2 separate regions of the Triticum aestivum genome follow, and region 1 is linked to region 2. The links are chromatin contacts, called in public Hi-C maps. All regions are on one chromosome and are shown on one strand. Each heading gives the region's core, a stretch centred on a gene start, on an enhancer-like site or on the middle of the called end of the contact. The rest is flanking DNA. Distances are from core to core; before and after follow the strand shown.

Evidence for each region. Hi-C and Micro-C count contacts between places; a contact is called where the count stands out from the background.
Region 1: a Hi-C map of leaf shows a contact between it and region 2, with 8 times the contacts expected there. The contact joins the promoter of LOC123145222 here to the promoter of LOC123145220 in region 2. A contact is called at or near these places in 2 of 5 Hi-C or Micro-C datasets (both in leaf) and 1 of 1 datasets of contacts at active chromatin or transcription factors (leaf).

What each region holds. Positions count from the first base shown.
Region 1 is chr6D:378,819,707-378,825,923 of IWGSC CS RefSeq v2.1, forward strand. It overlaps LOC123145222 (U-box domain-containing protein 5), which reads right to left and starts at 4,391. Exons shown (of 7, transcript XM_044564596.1): 1 at 4,136-4,391; 2 at 3,865-4,010; 3 at 2,486-2,570; 4 at 2,062-2,247; 5 at 1,819-1,926; 6 at 327-1,522; 7 at 1-168. The coding sequence starts at 2,527.
Region 2 is chr6D:378,483,110-378,489,750 of IWGSC CS RefSeq v2.1, forward strand. It overlaps LOC123145220 (transcription factor bHLH137), which reads right to left and starts at 4,973. Exons shown (of 6, transcript XM_044564594.1): 1 at 4,475-4,973; 2 at 4,156-4,356; 3 at 3,933-4,067; 4 at 3,498-3,812; 5 at 3,322-3,400; 6 at 2,664-2,896. The coding sequence starts at 4,771. The coding sequence ends at 2,859. LOC123145221 reads left to right here. Exons shown (of 5, transcript XM_044564595.1): 2 at 598-677; 3 at 931-1,049; 4 at 1,717-1,793; 5 at 2,451-2,741. The coding sequence ends at 2,476.

The DNA.
Region 1 (6,217 bases), core at 3,141-5,640, 340 kb after region 2:
ATAGCCAAAACAGGAGGAGTGACAACAGAGGCCATCTGACGGGATTGCTGATGACTCAGGTGTCGAATCAGTTCATGGAATACCAACAAAGCTTCAGTTTTTAGCTCCGAACTGAGGAAGGACGTTATAAGACGGAATGCTTCTTCATCCATGGATGGAATCTTAGCCCTGCAACTCAAACAATAGTGTCTTTGAGAATGCTATCACGAGGCCTGAGATACGCACAAAACTCGTAGAATAGATAGATAAATGTAGTACTGCCTGAACCCCAATCTAAATTAATGAAAGGGTGATGTGGATTAGTCAGAGAAGATTGATTCTCTTACCTGCTGTTGGAAAGGAAATTAAGAAAAAAATGTAATCCAGCTTGTTGAGCTTTCATACTGTAGCTGCTGTCGTCATTTCTCAAGAATTCGAGGAATGCTTCTACAAATCCATGGGACGCCATAGCCCAGGAAACATCATCGTCATCGTGAAGAATGTTCTTCAGATCTTTAATGGAGCTTCCTTGTATTTCTAATGGGAGCTTGGACAGCTCGCAGAAGAACCTCAGGAACATGCCCTGGTTGAAGTTGTGGAATGACAGATGCTTCTGATAGTCTGCACTCCAAGAGAACTGAGAAAAACTATCCTTCGGCTCCTCCATATCTTTCACATGGGAGGAATCTGAGACATAACTGGCATCAGAAAACGCGACAGATGAACTGCTGTGGTCAATCACAAAATTCCTGCCATTCCCAGCAATTAGAGGCACTGAAACATTGTGCAAACTTGACATAGAGTGACCATGCAATTGCTCTGGCAAATAACTGTAGGAATCTTTGCTTGGAAGGAAATCTGAGATTGTGAAACCATGCTCTCTGCACCAATTGCAAATGAGATCCCTCATGCAAGTATTTGGAATCATCGCAAAGTTTTCTAGCTTTTTCTGTGTCTTGGGACAAGTGTTGTATCCCTCACTGAACCATTTCTCAATATATTCTCTTTCGTAAGTCTGTCCAGATGTTATTATCACAGGATCATGCATTAGCTTTGTTGATATTGGGCAACAGAACTCTGTAGGTGGTGTGGTTTCTCCGGACATACTACTCTGATATTCATATCCCTGGAAGTATGTTGGCTTGTCGCACTTTTCAGGAGTACTGGCATCGCTTGCAAGACTTAAGCTTGGACTCAAAGACTTGCTTTCAGATTGTAAATTTTCATTCCGCTCACCAGTGTCTGGTTTGACGTTCTTTCCATACTTTGTAACAAGATGTAGGAGAAACTTAAGAACCTGCTCCTTTTTTGCATCAGTACCAGTAATCTTATCGAGCAGTTTCCTGATCGCTCTTCTTTCAATTAAGATAGCTTTAGGAGATGTCAGGTTTAACTTTGAAGCTGCCTGCATGAATGTCTGAAGTATAAGTTCTTCAGTTGCATCAGATTGCCGAAGCATCTCTAAAATTGATTTGCCAGCCTCTTGTTCCAGTGGATCAACAGAAAATTTTACATCTCGGAGATCATTGTGGACCTCAGCAATCTGTGTTACAAGCGAAGTATACACAATCAATCAAAGCAAAAATACAGTGAAGATGCTGTCATAAGAGTGCCTGAAATTGTGATAAGCAATACCAATAGGGACTACGGATATCCACTAATCCTATACATTTCCCACAACCAATCAATCAAAGCAAAAATAATAGTGAAGATGCTACCATAAGAACGCCTGAAATTGCATGATAAGCAACACTGGGAGGGACTATGCTATATTTATCCTAGCATAAGTTGAGTTGATGACAAAATAAAAGAGTAAAACATCATAATAAATCAACTAACCTGATTAGCTAATACTGTTGGGACCATATTCTGAATCAGGAAGAGACTCCGTTTAAGTGCGTCTCTGACCCTTTCACACCGTGATAAAATCGCCTCTCCAGTAATTGCCTGAAACAGAAATATCCAAAATCATCAAACAATCCTTCCAAAAGCACCAAATAATCACAACAAAGGGTCCAAGAATCAATAATAAATTTAGGATGTTAGAATCTTGAGTTTCCCATCAACACAGGAATAACATACCAAGTAGAGTTTACTACATTCGATGCAGTGCTGAGTTATGAGTCTTCCTTTCTCAACTATATGGTATAAGTTGCACAATTCCTGTATTCCTGCTCTACATCCCGGCCGAGCTGCCTCAATTGATGGAAGAATAGAGGAGATTTTATCTAGCATCATAGTCAGCTCACTGCACAATGAGCTGTGAACCTAAAAAAAGCAAAACAATTCATATAAATGCATAAACAGAAATTAGGTACACGAAGATGAAACTGAAAAAACAATGAATGCCACCCTCACATGACTTCTATGACATAAAAAACAGCATGATGTCCCCGCCATACGCGAGAGGGTTTCATCTTGCATAATAAATGCATATAACCAAATGCCCATGCCTGAATAAAAAGTAGAATGGTTGCAAAAATGGAGAGGTAATTCAGTATTCTACCTTTGGACAAGAGTTACGCCGTGATAAACCCGTGTTCGCCATCGACAAAGAGCGGCGCACCAATCTTAATCTGAAGGGCCTTGAACTGTCCAACACAGAAGATAATAATGTCAGGAAAATGCTGTGAATTAAGTCATGGAAATCCAACCATATCATGACACTGAAGAATGACAAGTTGTTAAGATAAAATAAAATTCAACATGTGCTTGTGATGTATGCAATTTTACCAAAGCTGTCAAACGAAACAATAGTCCAGTCAACGCACATGTCAAATTTATATGGTATGCTGGTGGATTGTTGCATCAAGGGAACATTTTTCACCATGCATTTTTTCTGAATACTTTGTCCTTATCAGAATTAGACAATTTATTAACTGTTTATCACAACAACTTTATAGTAGCTATCCATTTTCATAACTATGCCGGGTACGCGTGCTATGGTCAAAACTATCAAAGCAAACTCCCCTTACACTTACAGGACCAACTGCATAACTAGATCGCATCTACGAACAATGATTAATCGTCAAGAAACCAAGACATGTCATCAGTAACAGAGAGGATATGGCCCTAGCCCAACTCCCAGTGACCCAGCTTAGCCAATAAAAAAAGTCAACTGATTGGTCAAAATACGGGTTGAACCACCACCATTATTGAAAGTCAACAGATTGGTCCGCAGCCGGTCTCTTTGTTGTTTCAACAACCATGTAATAAAATAAGAATGAACCGAGTTGATTATAGGCCAGTAGACCATTTCATTCCTCCGCCTTATACAAATGGTTGAAGAAATCAAATCACGGATAAGAGCAGGAATAAAGAAACGAGACATAGTCTGAGTTTCAAAGGGTGCCAATGGGTGGGTACATGACAAACTACCAGTCGTATCAGCTAAGCAAACATACTTTTTGCAACTGCTAAGCTTGATTCAAGAAGCATAGGCACAGAGGAAAGGAGAATGGAGTTTTGCAAAAATCCATTGATCAGTTGGTGTAGTATTGTATCAAGTATCAATCAAACCCGCATGAGGCATCAAGCACAACATCCCTGGCCATTAGTACAAAGTGGAAAGCAGTGGAAGGGTACAAAGGAGCATAAAAAATTAGCCCCTTCGGGTAAAAAGGAGTGGACCTAAACGGTGCAAACAAAAAGAAACTGATAAAAAAGATCGAGTGTTGTGTTCCCGGGGAGGGAAGAGCAGGACAGGACCAGCCGACGATTACTAACTCGATCCAAAAGTGATTATTGCCCATGGAAATGGTACCAAACCCCTCGGGATCATTAACAAGAGAGGATGCACACAGGAGGCTCCAATCAAGCAGCAACAGCATAGGGGCATAACCAGATGGAACGGAATCGGGTTGGAAGGGAGGCGAGGAAACCAACCTGCTGGCGCGGGAGTCGGGAGGAACGAACCAAGCTGCGCGCAGAGAAGGCAAAGAACCTTCTCCTCCTCCTCCTCCTCGTTGCTGCTGTTGCCCCTCGACAGGGGAACAGAGGGGATTGATAGAAGGAAGGAACCCTGCTGCCTCCTGCAACCACAAAGGCGGACGGAAGGAATCAACCGGACGTCCTCCCTCGCGAAGCCGCAACAACAAGAGCAAGAGCGGCAGAGGCTCGTGGAGCGGGGGCAGGGGAGGGATCGAATCGAACCAACCTCCGCAGCGCAAGAACGGCAACCCTCTGCTCTGCTGGCGGCTCACCGAGCCATGGAAGAAGGGTGGATGGGTCCTTGGATTTCGATGCCGCAAAGGGGGTGGGTTCGAGGAAGGGTGTGGGGGCTAATGGAGTACGGAGGTGCCTGCTCTCTCTCCCTCCCTGGGTCGACCAGTCTCCTACTCTGGTCTAGTGTATAGAGGAGAGGGAGACGGATAAAGGCGGCGCGGGGTGGGGTGGGGTGGGGGGGGAGGAGGGGAGAAGGGGGCAGCGAGACAGATAGAGAGAGGGAGAAAGGAATCGTGGAAATGATGGGAGAGACAGGCACACCACCACCACCACCACCTGCACGCACCCATAGCGCGCGCGCCAGGCAGTATAATATTCCTCCTCTCCCTCGGTCTCGTGCTCGGGCTCGTGTCAATTTTTTCCACCATGACCCGCGCGCTGCCCCTGCTTTTCCATTCCCGGTCGCCGTCTCCGCCATAGCGGTTTTCGGGGCCCGCCCCCCCCCCCCCCCCCCCCCCCGATGGCTGCCCTGTCCATCTCCATCGGCTCGGTAGGGCAGCGAGTAGAGACGCGCACAAAGATTTGGGATGACCGCGCGCACGGCCACCACCTTCCCACGAGACCGCGCGCGTGGACACGTACGTGCCATGGCGGTGCACCAGCCCGGGGACGGACGCGGCCCCGCGGACCGCACGCGGCAGCAGGGGCGGGCGAAAAGGCAGGGCCATGCCATGCGAGCTGCACGCCGCCGCCTGCTGATGATTTTCAGGGGCTTTGTTAGGCCCGCGTTGAAACTTATAAAAAAATTGATTGGTCATTAGTGGTTGGGGGAAGATTCGGCTTCTGTTGGATGCTGCCGAAACGATCAACTTATCCCACCGGAGAGCTTGGGAGTATTCATACTACTACTACTACTGCGTACAGGAAGCGAGTCTTTGCTTAAGGTACTTAGTAATCACTTGCTTCCAGCGGAAGCACGCGACGCAAGAATGTCATTCTCTTCGCCCACATTTGGAGGGATAAGCATTCGTTCGGCTTAACTAAAGACCCAGCTTGACAAATACACTACCTCTTATTCCGTCCTAAGTAGTAATTTGCGTGTGTACATGTAGAAACTTGACACCACACCTCGTTTCAGGAGTTTTATAGACAAAGATTACCCGAACAAAGGAATCATAAGTGGAGAGAGCAGTCTACCGTCGTCTTGACTCGAATAATCATACTTCATGCATGAGTCATGATGCATTACCAATGTTATGCATCACGCATCATCATGTGAAGCCACGCTTGTGAATGCTGCGTGCATGATTGATTCGGTAAGGGCGATCAGTTAGCAAACCACTGACGTACGTACGCGTCATGCAGTGCGAGCAGCCGGCGGTTGCTCTCATGCAACAAAAAGGATGATCCGATCCTAGTCTTGTTCTAGTACTAGTTTTCTGTTCCTTGATCACAAAAGAAACAGAATGGCGATAAACTTATCTCCCGCTACCTGCTCAGGGGAATTAATTAGGAGTATTCATATACGTACGAGTCTTTGCTTAAGAGGCTTAGAGCATCTCCAGCAGATATTGTTTTTTTTTTCCAGCAGATATTGTAAAATGGTCATCCGGAATAAGGGCATCTGCAACAGCAACACATAAATTTCCCTCGCATCCGTCCACGAACACGGATGTGAGGGACTGCCATTCAACCATAGCCACATACATTTCGACCCGCATTTAAACAAACCGGCCGATATTCATCAAAGTTTCGATAAAAAATAGCACAAATCATCCAAACAAAGCATGCAAATTGAGTCTAATACAATAATGTCTCGATTCTGCGAGATTAACCAGATGTCCAACAAGTTTTTCATGAACCGATCATTTCATCTCACACATACTGCCCCTTCAGCTTCACCCAACAGTGTGTACATGTAAATGACCGCCTCTCTGTCCTGTGGTACACCACGGCAACGCGTGCGGGCTACATATAATGCGTCGACAACATTGAGTAAATGAATCAATCAACAAGTTGAGAAAAGAGTAAGTAAAACTTACGATCTCGTCCTCTGCTGCGTGCAATGGCCACG
Region 2 (6,641 bases), core at 3,723-6,222:
CCTCACGACCTCATCAACTTGAATGTTCCCAGGAAAGAAAGAAGGGCCAATTGGCCCATATATCATGCCCTCACCACCCCACCTAGAGGAACTGCAATCAGGAAAGTTGTTGGCTGGTATCCTGCTTATCATGGATTCATGTTGCTAGAATGATGGGAAGGCCGGGATAGTATAATATGGTTGGTTTCGGTCTTAAATAATCTAGGGGCATTCGGTTATATTCTGAATTACCGTGAGATCGTCCAAGCATCTGAAATTCTGAACATGCAGGATACCGGTTCATGTTCCTTCAGTTCCTGTTAGAAGGCCGGCTGTGTTTCAGTTTATCTCTCCTTTTCGGTTTGGCCGTACTTTGTCTAATTCGCTTTACTTCTGAACTACTCCTTAGTGAGCCGATGTGTGAACTATTGTTTCATTATGGTAATGGAGCTGGGGAGAGCCTCCCTGTTTGTCTAAAAAGGGTACCGGTTCACGTTTTGTAACCAATTTCCACTCAATCTATACACCGGCTCCCCTTCAAATTTTGTGGTTGACTGAAAATGGGGAAATTTTGTGGTTAACTGAAAATGGGGGCTGATTGTGATTCAATTTGTGCAGGTGTGCATAATGAACTGGTATACAACAAAAGTCAGGAACTGATGGATGAGTTGGCCGTCGAGGCATTCAAGGAGTCACTGGTATGCTCTGTTACCCCTGTGTCTGTGTATAATTTCGTTGCGCAAACGAGCACTTTGTGCAACGGATTCATTTGCGTGACGCATGTTTTGGGATGCAAGCTTAAAATGCAATGCTACGAGCATCTTTTTAGTGAAAACTATGAGGATTATTTCTCGTGCAGTGTTCATATTTGTGAAATCCTGTGTCCTGTTTTGCTTTTCATAGTTTCCGTAAGGAATTGATACATGTGCCTTTGATTGGGAAACTTACAAGGTCCACACCAAGGCACGGATTGTTGAGGGAGATGCTGGAAATGTTATTTGCCGAGAAGCAGAGCGACTGAAGCCAGCAGCTGTCATTATTGGCACACGTGGTCGAAGCCTTATTCAGAGGTATCCATCTCCTAAACCACAGTTCAGTTCCGACTGTGGCAAACCTTGATAACCCGAGGAGCTAATGAGTTAGCTCTGTAGTTCATTACCTTGGCCAACATTATAATATCTGGTAATTCGGAGGCATAATTCTAGTATTATCCCATCAAGATAAGATTTGCATACGAGAGTCTATCAAAGGTGTATTGCCAAAGCCCTTTTGTTGTTCTTGTTCAGTTTACATATCAACATATCTTCGTTTTAATATTGGCATAGTTACACAGTTCAAGTGCACATCATACTTGATTTGTGAGCATACATTTTCTCACTGATTCACCATCTAAAAGCAAGTCTACTAGTTTGTTGTGAAACGAAAACTGCTAAGCCCATTAATTTTATTAGAGGGAAAGGGCTCTAAGCCCATGATCTAATTCAATGTTTCAAGAATCTGGCCTGATTGTGGCTAGGTATGCTTCAGTTAGTGCATGAAAATAACATCAACTTCAGTGCTCTTTAAGAGAATATATGTGATAGCTTGAGTATTTGTTGTGAAACCACAAAGGGCACTAAAAAATGTTCAATGTTGTTTTCTTATTTCTACCATTTGATGTATCGTCATATTTTATTGCGGCCCATGAGCTGAAGATATATTATCAAGTCCACCTTTAACTTTGCCCTTTTATTGTAGTGTGTTGCAGGGAAGTGTCAGTGAGTATTGCTTCCACAACTGTAAAGCAGCACCAGTTATCATTGTCCCAGGCAAAGGTTAGTTCGAGTTCTTACTTCATGATAGTCCACACTCCACAACTTGCATGAAATAAAGAGTGTCAGATAGAAGTGCTAGTGCCAAATCTAGCATGTGCGTCTGTGTATGCCCAGATTTGTATGCATTGGTGGATGCAAGTGGATAATTTCTAGCAGTTCCGAGGAAATTTTTGCCACAAGATATTCAAGCAAATGACTTTGCCGTTTCTCTACAAGTCCACCTTATTTTCACAGAGAGTAATTTCTGCTGTTCCTCACAGCAAATCTGCGCTCGGTTAAAAAGGCTCATTTTCCTTTTCACACTCACACTGTAATGTTGTTGATGATTCTGTTTTCCTCAAAACAATTCTTTAATTCAGTGTTTGTTTGTGATGGCAAAATATCCACTTGATAAAAAATGTTTTAGTGTAACTTTCTTGACCGAGTCGCAATGAGAGCATAGTTATCTTATGCTGTTGCTTTTTTGTGGCAAAACATATTTGATGGTTTAAAGAGATACTGAAATTTGAGTAGTACCCATGAAAATCTGAAACAATACACCTTGCTCGAGAGGGATCTGGGTGCACTTATGTTCATCAGAAGTTATTGCCAGTGATGATGTGCATACGAGTTATCTTCTACTTCGAGTATAAGTAAGGTTGAATTATGTCTTTGCAGAAGCTGGCGAACAGTCTGTGCTTTAAAGAGGGGACAATAAGTAGGAGACAGCGGCGCATTTGGTTTGGTGTTGCACTTTCAGTTTAATGTAATTTATCTGATAAGACGTGTGCATGTTATTGTTCTGGATTTGTTTGTAGTGAGAATATTTATTCTGAACAAGGTAGCGAGAATTTATTGTAAATGCTTTTGCTGTAATCTGAACCCTTTGTGTAGCTCGGTAGTGAAGAATTTGCGGATTGCTTATGATTCGGTACACTAGCAATACAAGAATATAACTTCACACACAAATGTGCTTCTGTTTCCATTGCTGACAGAATACTGCATTAGTTCAGTTGCTATGAATAAAGAATCTTCAGCCACACGTATAGTTGCACTTAAAACTCCAGGAATGAGAATTAATCCCGCTTACATTTCCATTTTGAGATTGTCTAGCAAACAGTCACCTGCAAGGGAAAGTAGCAGCCTGATTCAGGGGAAATGTTCTTCTGAAGTTAAAAATAGCACAAAATGGACACTCGAGTCCTGACACTGCATCGCATACTAGAAATATGAATTCATATATTCATTACAGGACCAACATTGCAGCTTATTCGAGTTTCAATGTGTTCATGGCACATGCTTCCTGTGCTCAGCTTGACCATACACATGCATCTTCCAAATTGTACAAATGAAGCAAATACTAATTGACTCATTTTTTTTGTCAGAGTTCTGTGATGAGATTCTTTAATCGTCTGTCAGTATAGCAGCTATGTGATGACCACTAGCCAACTGTAACATTTTATTTTTCTTTGACTAACTCTGTATCTATGTTCTTTGACATGAGTATTCAGAACAAAGCAAGCTTTGCTTCACGGAAGCAGCTACTCACTTTGAACTGGCTGAAACTGTGCATCAAACCCACTGAACAAATGCTGAGACGCAATGTCCCAAGCAGCAGCTCCATTCACCTGCAACAAACACACAGCAAAAACAGGAAGTTCAGAATATCATCTACCAGAATCATGCATCATACTACCAAAGGACGGTTCATCTCCTGGGACATACGTCGAGGCATGATTCGACGGACGCGGCGGCTGACATCGACACCGGTGTGGCAGCCGCCGATGGGGGCGCGCTCTGCGCCGCCGGGTACGGGTTGTTGACGAGCATGTCCTGCCCGAACCCGGCAGCCGGTTGTTGCATCTGCTGCATGGTAGCGCTGCTCATCTGAAGGCAGGACGGGTCCAGCTGCCCCTGGTGCATCGGCAGCGTCGTCATGGAGGGGCCGCACGCCTGGTTCATCCGCCTGCCGCCGAAGAGGTCGTCGACGATGTTGAAGTTCACCACCGGGTTGGAGGCGGCGATCTTCATGGACAGGAACTGCGTGCGTGCAGCCATGTCCAACGGTAAGAAGCATGCAGCGTGATCTCCGATGAACGGACACCGAGAGAAATACAGTAGATTCAAGCTGGTTTGGTCTGGTTGATGCGTCGTGCGTACCTCGACCTGCTTCTGCAGGGACTGGACGTAGTTGATGATCTCGTCGAGCATGCCGGCCTTGCCGGTGACCTTGTCGCAGCCGGGCACCAGCTCCTGCAGGTACCTCATCCGCTCGCTGATCCGCTCCCGCCTCACCTGCATCATGCGCATCAGGATCAAATTGTGCACATATATACACAAGATTAATTGTTCTTTCTAGGAGACTAGGAGTATCAATACATACCCGTTCGGCGAGGCTGTGGCTGTCCGTGGCCTGCCCGCGGCGGGCTCGGACGTGGATGTAGTCGGTCTTCTGGCCGGCGGCCGCCGGCTCCGGCTTCTTCCTGGCGCACGCCTTGGCTTTCTCCGGCCTCCCTTTCGCCGCCGCTCCAGCCTCGTCAGGATCGCACAGCTGCTGCTTCCCTCTCGGCCTCTTGCAGTCGTCCTGGCAAAGCTTTTTTGTCAGTCAAAGACTGGCACACCAATAATAAGCAGAGCGCAGCTCGAGGCTCACGCAGAGACAGAGGCTCGCAGCGCATGTACAAGAACATCGTCCGACTCACCTTTGCGTCTACATACGCGTCAGGTTTTCTCTTAGTGGAGCCGCCGCCGCTGCTGGCGCTACCGCTGCAGGAGAAGGAGTTGCCGGCGCCGTTGCTGGTGCCCGGCGGCGGTGGCGCGCCGAAGGCCGCGTAGCACGCGCCGCTGAGGTCCGGCCACTCCTGCTGCTGCAGGTACCCGAACGCGCCGCACAATGCGCGGTACTTGTCGTCGTCGTCGAGCAGGCCCTGGAAATGGCTCTCCACGGATGACGCCTCCCGCGGCGCCGCCGGACCCGGACCGCCGCCGCAGTGCGCCATTAATCAGCGCCGCGCCAAGATCGATCGATTAAGTCGGGGCGAAGCTTTGGTTGATTCTTCTTGGTGCAGTGCAACTAACTACGGATCTTCGAAGACAAGCAACGAGGTGAGGCGAGGCGAGGCGAGGCGGCGTAGGGCTTGTGCCTGAAGCTTGCGTGTCCCTGTCTCCCTCCCCGGCCCTCTTTTGTGCTCCCCGGAATTTTTCCTAATCCATATATATAGAGGGAATGATAGGTGGCTGTGTAGGAAGTAATCGTACTTTTCCTGCGAGATTGGATTGGATTGGGCCCTTTCCTTTAGGTGTGATCATGTGAGGTAGGGCAGGGCTGGGTAAAGGAGGGCCGGGGCCCTGTGTTTCAGCTGGCAGATGCATGCAGTGCAGTGGCTAGCAAGTCCCGCTCAGGCCCCTCCATTTGTCTGCAAATTGGTAAGTGGCTCGTTCCCACATCTGCCTTAATTTGTAAGGCTGCTGCGCTGTCGACCGGTGAGGCTAGGAGACCGGTTATGATGTGTGAACGATAGCCATTGATCAGAAATGGGTATACGAAACTTTTTTTTTCTCGAGCAATCAATAGTAGCTTTGCCTCTTCATATAGAAGAAGAAAAATTGACAAGTTAACAAGAAAAACTGACCGAAAACCGATACAACCGTGTTACACAGAGACACACACCAGCCAAAGCTCCATGGTCTCGAAACGGCCGACTTTGGTTCAGCTCTCGGGGCGATGCTGCACCTCAAGCGAGCCGATGACCTTGTCACCCAAGAGACCATAGTCAACACCCTACAATACGACCCGGGTTGCCGCTCCAGGCCTCCAGCTTACAAACCTCAACAACACACACCGGCCCCGAGGTTGCATACCAGACGAGCCAACGATTCTGCAACCCATGTTACCAGAATCGACACCCTACAACACAGACGCTCTCCGAAGCCGTGGCGGTTCCGGCTTCCAAATTGGGCCCTAGGCCACGTACCCGATGAGTTGACATATCTGCCACCCAAGTGACCAAACTCCGACACCCAGGAACACAAATCCGCTCTCACAAGCCGCCACTCTGGCATCCACACCGACCCCGAGGCCGCACGCCTTCACATGAAAATATCTTGGTCTCCACGGTAAACAGGGGAAATCCGAGTCTCGATCTCAAACGGGATCTTGAATGAGAAGTACATCATGGTATTATTTCTCAGGTTTTCAATATAAGCTGGGAGGTAAGTCTATTGTCCGAAGAAATGATAGTGTGTTTCTCAGTATTAACATGACTTGCTAATAATATGTGCCTAAATCATTCACTTCCATAATTTTACCGTGGTTGTTGAATTGTGTTGTGATGCGCTGAACTTATCGTATAATTGACCTAGAAGCTATGATCACAAAATGAGGAGAAAAAAAAACAGGTAACCGAACGGTGAAATTAACAGAAACAGGCCGGGCATATGAGACTACCCAGTGAAAATGAACAGCTAAGAAATGAAGGACCCCTTTGTGCATGCAGTGAAACAAGAGGGCTGCTCTCTGAGTTTTGACGGAGGCTACAAAAGGACGACTGGCGCGGTGACAGCTGCTGCAATAACCGCATGGACAGCTCTATCCTCTCCTCTCTGCGTGCACTCACTCGCACACCGGCCCCCACCACCGCACATCCGCCACGTGTACACTGCATTAAGACGGCGAGATCGCCGGATTAATGATAACAACCCTTTGGCCATTACTGTCGGAAATTGTGCTTTGCGTTGTCGCTAATACGATGATCAGTATACGTGCACGTCGGCTTAATTCCTCTGGCACCATCAGTCCTCTTCTGATACCAGTACTGACGATGATGATGGATGAGACCTGCGACAGTGTAGTGATTTTTGTCGATTTTC